Regions from separate parts of the Zea mays genome. Here regions 1 and 3 are each linked to region 2. The links are chromatin contacts, called in public Hi-C maps. All regions are on one chromosome and are shown on one strand. The core of a region is the stretch at or near the end of the contact, and the rest is flanking DNA. Distances in the headings are between cores, read along the strand shown.

Region 1 (2,760 bases), core at 261-2,760, 790 kb before region 2:
AAAAACAACCGATACTAATATCTTTTATATTTATCTCCATATTTAAAACCAACACTGAACTTAGTGTCGATCGACACCGGATTCAAATCAACCGGGATAAAAGTTGTTGGACCAAAGGCCCATTCTCTAGTAGTGTCTTATGGTTATGGATACCACTGCCGGTTGCACACTTGCACTACTGTAACCCAACAATGTGACACAACAAATCACTGCTGGATCTAATAGTGATATTGGGACTTCCAATAAAACTGGCAATGATTTTCGTTATTACGACTGTTGGATTAGGAGAATTGTCCGCGATAAAAAAAACAAAGCTCATCCCTACTATTTCTATATTACCTCTTTGTTTTTTATAGTTGTTGGAGACTTGTTCTCAAATGCTATGAGTTAAGAACAAGACAACACAAAAAATGTTAAATGTTAATGTCCTTCGTCCTTCGAGACATTATTTCCCTTAGGACAAAAAATATTAAATGTTAATGTCCTTCGTCCTTCGAGACATTATTCCCCTTAGGACATAATGATCTTCAGACGAAGGTCATGAAGGACATACCTTAATCATTGCAGCATACGATAATAAAAGAAGAATCATATGAAATGTAAGAGATAACATGAACAATTATGTAACATTATCAGCTCATTTCTATTTTATTATCATGGAAAAATAAAAAAGATATCAAATTACAAATGTACCTTCGGTTTGAAAGAAGGTAAAGGTACGAGCGTGACGCAAAAGTAAATGTCGAGTCAGCGTGAACAGTACGGGAGCACTGTTCATCTATTTATAAGCACGAGACGCAGCCCATGTAAAATTACACCCATGCCCTTTACATTTGCTAATGACTCTATAGTGATCCATCGAGGTCTAAATGACATTTTCCCTTTTAAGTCGGTTCCCTTTTCTGCTGTTATGCCGAAGCTCCCTTGCGCGTAGCTTCGGCGCTGCGTCAACCTTCGTATTCTTTGTGCTTTTCACACTGTGGTTCTGATCCGAGTCCGAAGTTACCTGTTCATGTATTATACTCCAGAAGCATTGTTAAATCATATTTTTGAGGACCTTCGGAAGACGAAGGCCCCAAACAATAATAGTGATAAGGGATTAAGACTTGACTGTGAATTTGTGACTAGTTACTCTAAGGTAGTGTAATACTTCCTCGGTCTTAAATTAATCAGTATTCGATTTTGCTAGCTCTTGTTTTTTATGTCTATACTCGAATCGATAATGATGAATATATATATATATATATATATATATATATATATATATATATATATATATATATATATATATATATATATATATATATATATATATATATATATAGTCACAAGATGAACCAGATCATGTGAACTGCTGGTGCTGTGCTTTTTCACCTTTCTGTGATTGCTATCCATTCCGAAAAAAAAACGTGATGCCGCAACATGCATGTAGGGCCGAGACTTGGCGCGGGTGGAGGAGCTATGGACATATAGCGTGCAAAAGCAAGCGCAACAATAGCTAGCCTTGCACGTAGAGCGGCTCCCAGAGGTACACGGAGAAAGCTGGCCTTCCAGGTGTTGCGACGCTGGAACACCCGTCGGCCCAACCCCTTGCAAAAGCCGCCAGACAAAAATAAAGCATACTACCAAATCAACGTGCAGCAGCAGCAGCAGCAGCATATCCTGATGATGTGCTACCCTGCTGAGATTATATTGTCGTCGAACAGCAGCAGCAGGTGCTGATCTACCTACGTAAGCTGTTTTTTCTTTCTTATTATAAATCTTATAATATATTACTAGTACCGATCGATGTGTGTATAAACGTTTTCTCTATAGGTCACAAGATTTTTAAGATTAACATCTACCTAAAAAAATGTTTTTCTTTGCTAGTATATATTATAATAAACACAGTTCTCTTAATAATGTGTCTCTGCATCTTGAAGTACCACCACTACCGACACAGCTACTTTACCGAGTGATTCGAATACAGTTCTGTTGCCTGCTTTCAACTCCTGCCACTGGAAAAGTAGTAGTGACATGGTTTTCGTATCACTGCGGGTCCGGGTGTCATATGTATATATATAAATATTTATTGTATATATAAATATTAATAAATAAATCGATAAATAGAAACTCGTAGCCTTGAACCTTGATGTTTACGTTCCCTTGTGCAGTTATTTGTGCGCATACACACTACCTAGGCTACTCGACACAAGTGACTACATATATAATTGGTGTTATTGTTTTAACTACATATATATTTGTGATTTGTAAACCTTATATATCTTATATATATTCAACACAAAAAACAATCTCAAATAAGAAAAAAGTTGTTAATAATAAATAAACTTGTATACAGGGCCGGTCCTGAGGTTTTATGGACCCGGGGCGAAACAAAAAATTAGGGCCTTCAAAAAAATTTAAATGATAAAAGTCTATAATATATATACTTTCGTCTAAGTACATAAGCAAATTTTTAAATGATAAAAATCTATAATATATCAAAACAACTTCAAATCTTTGTACATCTTATCCCAAAAATTTCTTTTAATGTTTCTTGATGCGAAGTCATTGATAATAGTGTTGCTATCAACCTCGTCTAATAATTTTTCTCAATGTATAAAGTAGCCAATCCGTTGAGGCGATTTTGAGACATTGTCGACCTTAATAGTTCTTTAACAATTTCAACTTTAAAAAGCTTCTCTAAGTCGATGCCACAGTCACAAGCACATTAAATAATATCCAATAAGCGATTGAAATATTTGGATACAGATCCATTTG
Region 2 (2,842 bases), core at 254-2,753:
ACGAGGTCATCCTCGACGTATATACAGCAAACGGCATGTACAACTCGGATCAAACGGACAATACATTTGAAGCAATGTGGACATGCTGAATGGCCAATTAGAGCCAAACATTTACTCCCTCTGTCCTGATTTATAATTCGTTTAACTTTTTATGTCAAGTTTGACTAGCTCATTTTATTAATTTTTTGTGAAAAATGAAAAATTTAAAGCCATATTTCAAATATAATATATGCTAGACGATATCACAGTCAAAATTAGCAATAATTATATTTTTTTGAACAAGACGAGTCGATCAAACTCAAGGTAAAAAAGTCAAATAAATTATAAATTGGAACATAAGTATTATATAGAGATGAGCTAGACCAAAACCCATTACATAGAGACAGATACAATTATCTAACACATATATGTCCAATCTCCAACTTCTTGGGCTCTAGTTATTTATTTGATGGTTTTGGATCCCAACAATTTAGATCCAAACTCGTCTCTCCAGTGCATGTTTGTTTCAGACTATAATCTGTCTAGAATATATAATCCAGTTTATTTTAAAATAATTATAATCCCAAATAAACAGTAAATGACAAAACCCTATGGCCCCGTTTGTTTCGTTGGAATTGAATTCCATTTTAATAATTATAATTTAGACAAAACTAATTAAGTTTATATATTTATATATGTAATATATCTGTATATTATCCTAAATCATATGAGAGGGATAGTTATATACTACATTTATTTATAACGGCGCAGGTATAGGAGTGTACTATAAGTTGTACATCGAAAAAATAGTATGTAAATCTATAGAATCAATTTCAATCTCTCACCCCATGAATTTGAGATAGACTTATATGATAACTTTGGAAAGTGGTGGAATGTCATATTCTAAAAAAATAGCCTATTGCATTAGTAAGATTTAATTCCTCAAAATGAAAACAAATGGGGCCTATAGGTTTTCTCGAAGAATCGATTTTTGGATATGTCACATTTATTGTCTTTCCATGGAACAATAGTTTATTGGACTAATAAGCAATAAAGACATGTCAAAATATCATCCTTCCCTTCTCTTCTCTACAAATATTACTAGTCATATACTCATACATTGTTACGGTTTATATATATATATATGATATAGGATAAATTTTGTTTTAATAAAGCATAAAATATATGTTTTCTATTAATTAGGTGAGTAAACGTGGAGTCAACAACTAAGATTTAAACACTCACTTATACATAATTTAAACTTATTTTTTATATAAACTCTTTTATTATAGTAGTAAAGAAGAGATTATAGAAGTGTACGTTGATTCTAAAGAAACGTATAGGATTTTTTTTAAAAAAATATTAACATAGGACTATCGTTGAAACTGCAGTAAAGGCTTATAGCATTTGCGTAAAAAGATTCGTTGGGGGTTGGAAATAGAAAAACCTCCCGTCCAACCTTAGGAAATTGCTTAGAATAAGCAGGGTCACGGCAACGTGATGGCAAACTTGTAGAAACAACCAGCCAAGTTTTCTCTATCTAATCCAGAAAATATCAAAAATACCCCTCCCACCCGCAGCCCTAACAAACCGGTCCCCTTCGACCTCCTCCTCCGCCGCCGGCGTCGACCGCGACCGCCACCTCTCCTCGTACGCTACAGTAGGGGCAGGGGCGGCGATTGGTGGCTCTTCCTCCTCCTATGCTGGTATGTCTCCCAAACCCCTTGCTTGCTTGCCAAGATTCGATGCACGCGTTCCTTAATAATAATCTGTGCGAAGTCAGGGTTTGGTTCCGTTCTTAATCGAAGCCATCAGGTCCCTGCTCAGTTCGATAGTTCGTTTTGGTTCTTCGTCAGCTTGGCAGATTTCACACCGCGCCGGCGTTGCTTATTTTCCTTAAAATTTGGGGGTCTAAGTGAATTCAGCGCCTCTCCTAGGAGATTCCATGCCCGCACCCCGGCGTTGATTATTTAGTGGCGGCGCCTGTTCTTCTTAGTCTCGCACCCACTCCTAATGTGATTTGTGCAAATGGTAGGGGATTATTGAACAAAATTTCCAAACTCGACCCCTTCCTTTTTCAGTACCGGCCTTGCTTTTGGTGTTAGTTGTCATAGCAGACCCGCGATTTATAGTGAATGGCACTGCGCCCCCATGTTTTCTTCCTGACACATAGGCGAATTGGCTCATCAAGAGTTCAAGACGCAGACGTAGGCAAATTGACTCATCAAGTTAGTTCCACAGGCTTGCTTAGATTATCACGCACTGTTTGACTGCTCAAATTCATAAATTTGTTGTCAATTGTGAAAAGCCATTGTTCACCTTCTGTATCTATTGAACGTTGAGTGCGACGATGACTTAACAGCTCCAAAGTTCCAAACTTTTTTATTACGTGAGTGGTGTGACTGAACCAGGAGACCTATTTGTCATACATAATAAAGGTCTTCTTGGATTCCGTTCCATCTTTTTCTTTGGGGAGTGCTTTGTCTGTTAGTTTCCCATCTGCTAGATTTGTCTGGAATATCATGTGCAGTTCAACCTACATGCTTGCCTTCCATATGCTGCTCTTCTGATTTTACTTGCTGAGTGTATATTATTCGAGGCAGTGTAATGCATAGTGAAGCTGCATAGAAATGAATTCTCTTTGCTTTTCTAAACTGTTGTGCCTTTATACCGACTAAATCAGTGACTCGAGGAGTATGGCGGATGGGGCTATTGTGGTAGCCATTTGCCAGTACGGCGGAGAGTTCACTTCTGGCCCCAGTGGTAATCTGATATACAGAGGTGGAGAAGCACATGCCGTTGATGTTACTCATGATTCATCGCTGGAGAGCTTCAAGGATGAGCTGTCCAAGGTGTTCCATGT
Region 3 (2,842 bases), core at 311-2,810, 580 kb before region 2:
CGTTGGTATTACTTACATTGGGGATATCTGGCGTGGGTTGGAGCGAAGCCGGATCCGTCGCCCGATGTCGGACGACCTTGTTGTTCCTGTCCACTTTGAAGTTGGCCAAGAACTTTGCTTTCGCCTCCTGGATCATCCGCTCCTTGTGCTCCTCGAACTGGAGCTGCTCGTCAGCCGGCAAGGTTTCCCAAGTCGGCTCTATGATGTTGCTTGGAGAAATATCAGAGCTATCCCTTGAACCGGCCATTGAGGGCCGATTTGATAAGCTTAGATATGTCGTCCCCAGCGGAGTCGCCAAAAAGTATGTTGACGCCTTTTCGGAGTGCCAAATACTCAAGAAGAACCGGCGGCGGTGCTCTCTGCACAGGGGCGGACGGTCCGCGCGTGGGGCCGGACGGTCCGCGGCCTGGTGCGAGGCGCGGTGTACTCTCTGCGCAGGGGCGGACTGTCCGCGGCCTGGGGCCGGACGGTCCGCGGCCTGGTGCGCGGCTAGGGCTTCTCTGCCTGACGGCCGGACGGTCCGCGCCCTAGGGCTGGACGGTCCGCGCGTACGCAGGGGCGGCGGAAGATCGCCGGCGGCGCCTGGATCTCGCTCCCGGGAGGGACCCCGTCGGGGAGGAGAGATCCTAGGGGTTGTCTAGGCTCGGGCAGGCCGACCTAGACTCCTCTAATCGACGTAGAGTCGAGGAGAGGCGGAGAATTTGGGGATCGAGTGGCTAAACCTAAACTAGACTAGAACTACTCCTAGGATAAAATGCGAATAAAAGTTGTATTGATTCGATTGTTGATGATCACAAATCGGCCGTAGACCTCTCTATTTATAGAGGGGGGGGGGGGCTGGACCCTTTACACAACTGATTCCGAGCTAATCCCGCGAATATAGCTAACAACCGCAGCACAAAACTCGGAACCCTAATCTGTTCTGCGCACGCGCGGACCGTCCGGCACACAGACGCGGACCGTCCGGACCGCGGACCGTCCGGCCTCAGGGCCGGACCGTCCGCTCGCTCACTTTTGGTTCGAACAGTTATGTAATTCAATATGATATGACAGTTTATTGTGATAAAATATTAGATTGAATGATTGATAATAGCCTAAGGTGGTTCTAGCATTACTGCACGGAAAACAAGAGATGGACTGGATACGAAGCAGCATCCGAGCACGAGACAGCCAGCGGCTGCTGCTATAGGTTGTGCACATGCCGCCCCACTACTACCACTCACTAGTCGCCACAATTTGGTGTGGCCTTCCTTCCCCAGCAAAGGCAAACCCCCATCCCGGTGTAGCAATATAGCAAACGTGTCCCGGTTGTCTGCCGCCGTTGCACAGCACTGGGACTGGGATGACCGGTGTCCAAGAGCCGCTCAGTTCCGTTCCGTGCTCCGCGGGTGGGCCCGCCGCTCCACTCGCCGCGCCCTCCCGACCTCCCGCCACGTGCCCCCCTCGCCGTGACGTGGGTGGTGGACCTCACCACCACCCGCCGCGCGCCTGGCCGCCTCCATATATACCGCGCCCCGCCTCTCGCCTTCCGCCTCATCACTCTGCTAGCTGCCCCGGTCTCCTCCTCACACTCCCTCTATCGCCAGGCAACAGCAGCGCATGCCAGCAGCAGCGCTCCCGATTCGGCGCCACCTCGATCCCCAGTCCCCGTCCACACCACCCAATCCTGCTGTGTTCTTGCTGCAGCCGTTGGTCTCCTGCTTTGTTCGGGTGCTAGCTGCCACGCGCGATGCCTCCTAACGCCCAAGACGTGCACGGGAGCAGCGGCGGGCTCGCCATGACAGCCCCGGCGGCGTCCAAGATGGACTGCTTCTTAACCGCCGTCTGCACGCCGCTCAACCTCCAGGTACGTCGTATGCCTGCGCTGCGACCTAGCTAGGATCGACTAGCCAGAGGACGACTTGGCCACTCGACACGCCATTGGAGTGAACTGAACTGAATCCCTCATCCATGTCGTCGTCGTCGTTTGTCTGCAGTTCATCGACGTGTCGTACCGTGTGAAGCAGACGGAGCGGTCCTCGAAGGCGGCGCCGGGCGGGCGGATATCGCACTCCGGTTCCGGCGCCGCGGCGCCGGAGGAGCGGACGATCCTGAAGGGGATCACCGGCGAGGCGCGGCCCGGGGAGGTGCTGGCGGTGCTGGGCCCGTCGGGGAGCGGCAAGTCGACGCTGCTGTCCATACTGGGGGGCCGCCTGGCGGGGCACCACGGCGGGACGGTGCTGGCGGGCGGGCGGCCCCCGTGCCGCGCCGTGCAGCGGCGCACGGGGTTCGTGGCGCAGGACGACGTGCTGCACCCGCACCTGACGGTGCGCGAGACGCTGGCGTTCTGCGCCATGCTGCGGCTGCCGCGGTCGGCGCCCGCCGCCGCCAAGGCCGCGGCGGCCGAGGCCGTGATCGGCGAGCTGGGCCTGGGCGCGTGCGCCGACACCATCGTCGGGAACGCCTTCGTGCGCGGCGTGTCCGGGGGCGAGCGCAAGCGCGTCAGCATCGGGCACGAGCTGCTGGTGAACCCGAGCCTGCTGGTCCTCGACGAGCCCACGTCGGGGCTGGACTCCACCGCCGCGGCGCGCCTCGTGGCGACGCTGTCGGCGCTGGCGCGGAAGGGGCGCTCCGTCGTCCTGTCCGTGCACCAGCCGTCCTCCCGCGTCTACCGCATGTTCGACTCCGTGCTGCTGCTCGCCGAGGGCAGCTGCCTCTACTTCGGCGCCGGGCGTGACGCCATGGACTACTTCGCGTCCGTCGGCTTCGCGCCGGGATTCCACGTCAACCCGGCCGACTTCATGCTCGACCTCGCAAATGGTGAGTCATCGTATTATGTACGTGTGCCTACGCCACAGGCTAC

Evidence for each region. A called contact is a pair of places that touch in the nucleus more often than the background predicts.
Region 1: a contact with region 2 is called in a Hi-C map of tassel, with 3 times the contacts expected there. The contact joins the enhancer-like site here to the promoter of LOC100193718 in region 2. A contact is called at or near these places in 2 of 25 Hi-C or Micro-C datasets (ear and tassel).
Region 3: a contact with region 2 is called in a Hi-C map of ear, with 2.9 times the contacts expected there. The contact joins the promoter of LOC100384206 here to the promoter of LOC100193718 in region 2. A contact is called at or near these places in 3 of 25 Hi-C or Micro-C datasets (bundle sheath, ear and tassel).

Annotation. Positions count from the first base shown.
Region 1 is chr2:137,006,216-137,008,975 of Zm-B73-REFERENCE-NAM-5.0, forward strand. No RefSeq gene overlaps it. Among protein-coding and RNA genes, the nearest start is that of LOC103648937, 11 kb to the left of the region's middle. Within about 2 kb of position 1,511, at least 11 of the 20 cell types and tissues checked have an H3K27ac peak or open chromatin away from gene starts, as enhancers often do. A contact at or near this core is called in ear and tassel, where this site is marked.
Region 2 is chr2:137,794,873-137,797,714 of Zm-B73-REFERENCE-NAM-5.0, forward strand. LOC100193718 reads left to right here and starts at 1,504. Exons shown (of 7, transcript NM_001309887.1): 1 at 1,504-1,685; 2 at 2,663-2,842. The coding sequence starts at 2,676.
Region 3 is chr2:137,216,554-137,219,395 of Zm-B73-REFERENCE-NAM-5.0, forward strand. It overlaps LOC100384206, which reads left to right and starts at 1,561. Exons shown (of 3, transcript NM_001357510.1): 1 at 1,561-1,846; 2 at 1,977-2,799. The coding sequence starts at 1,730.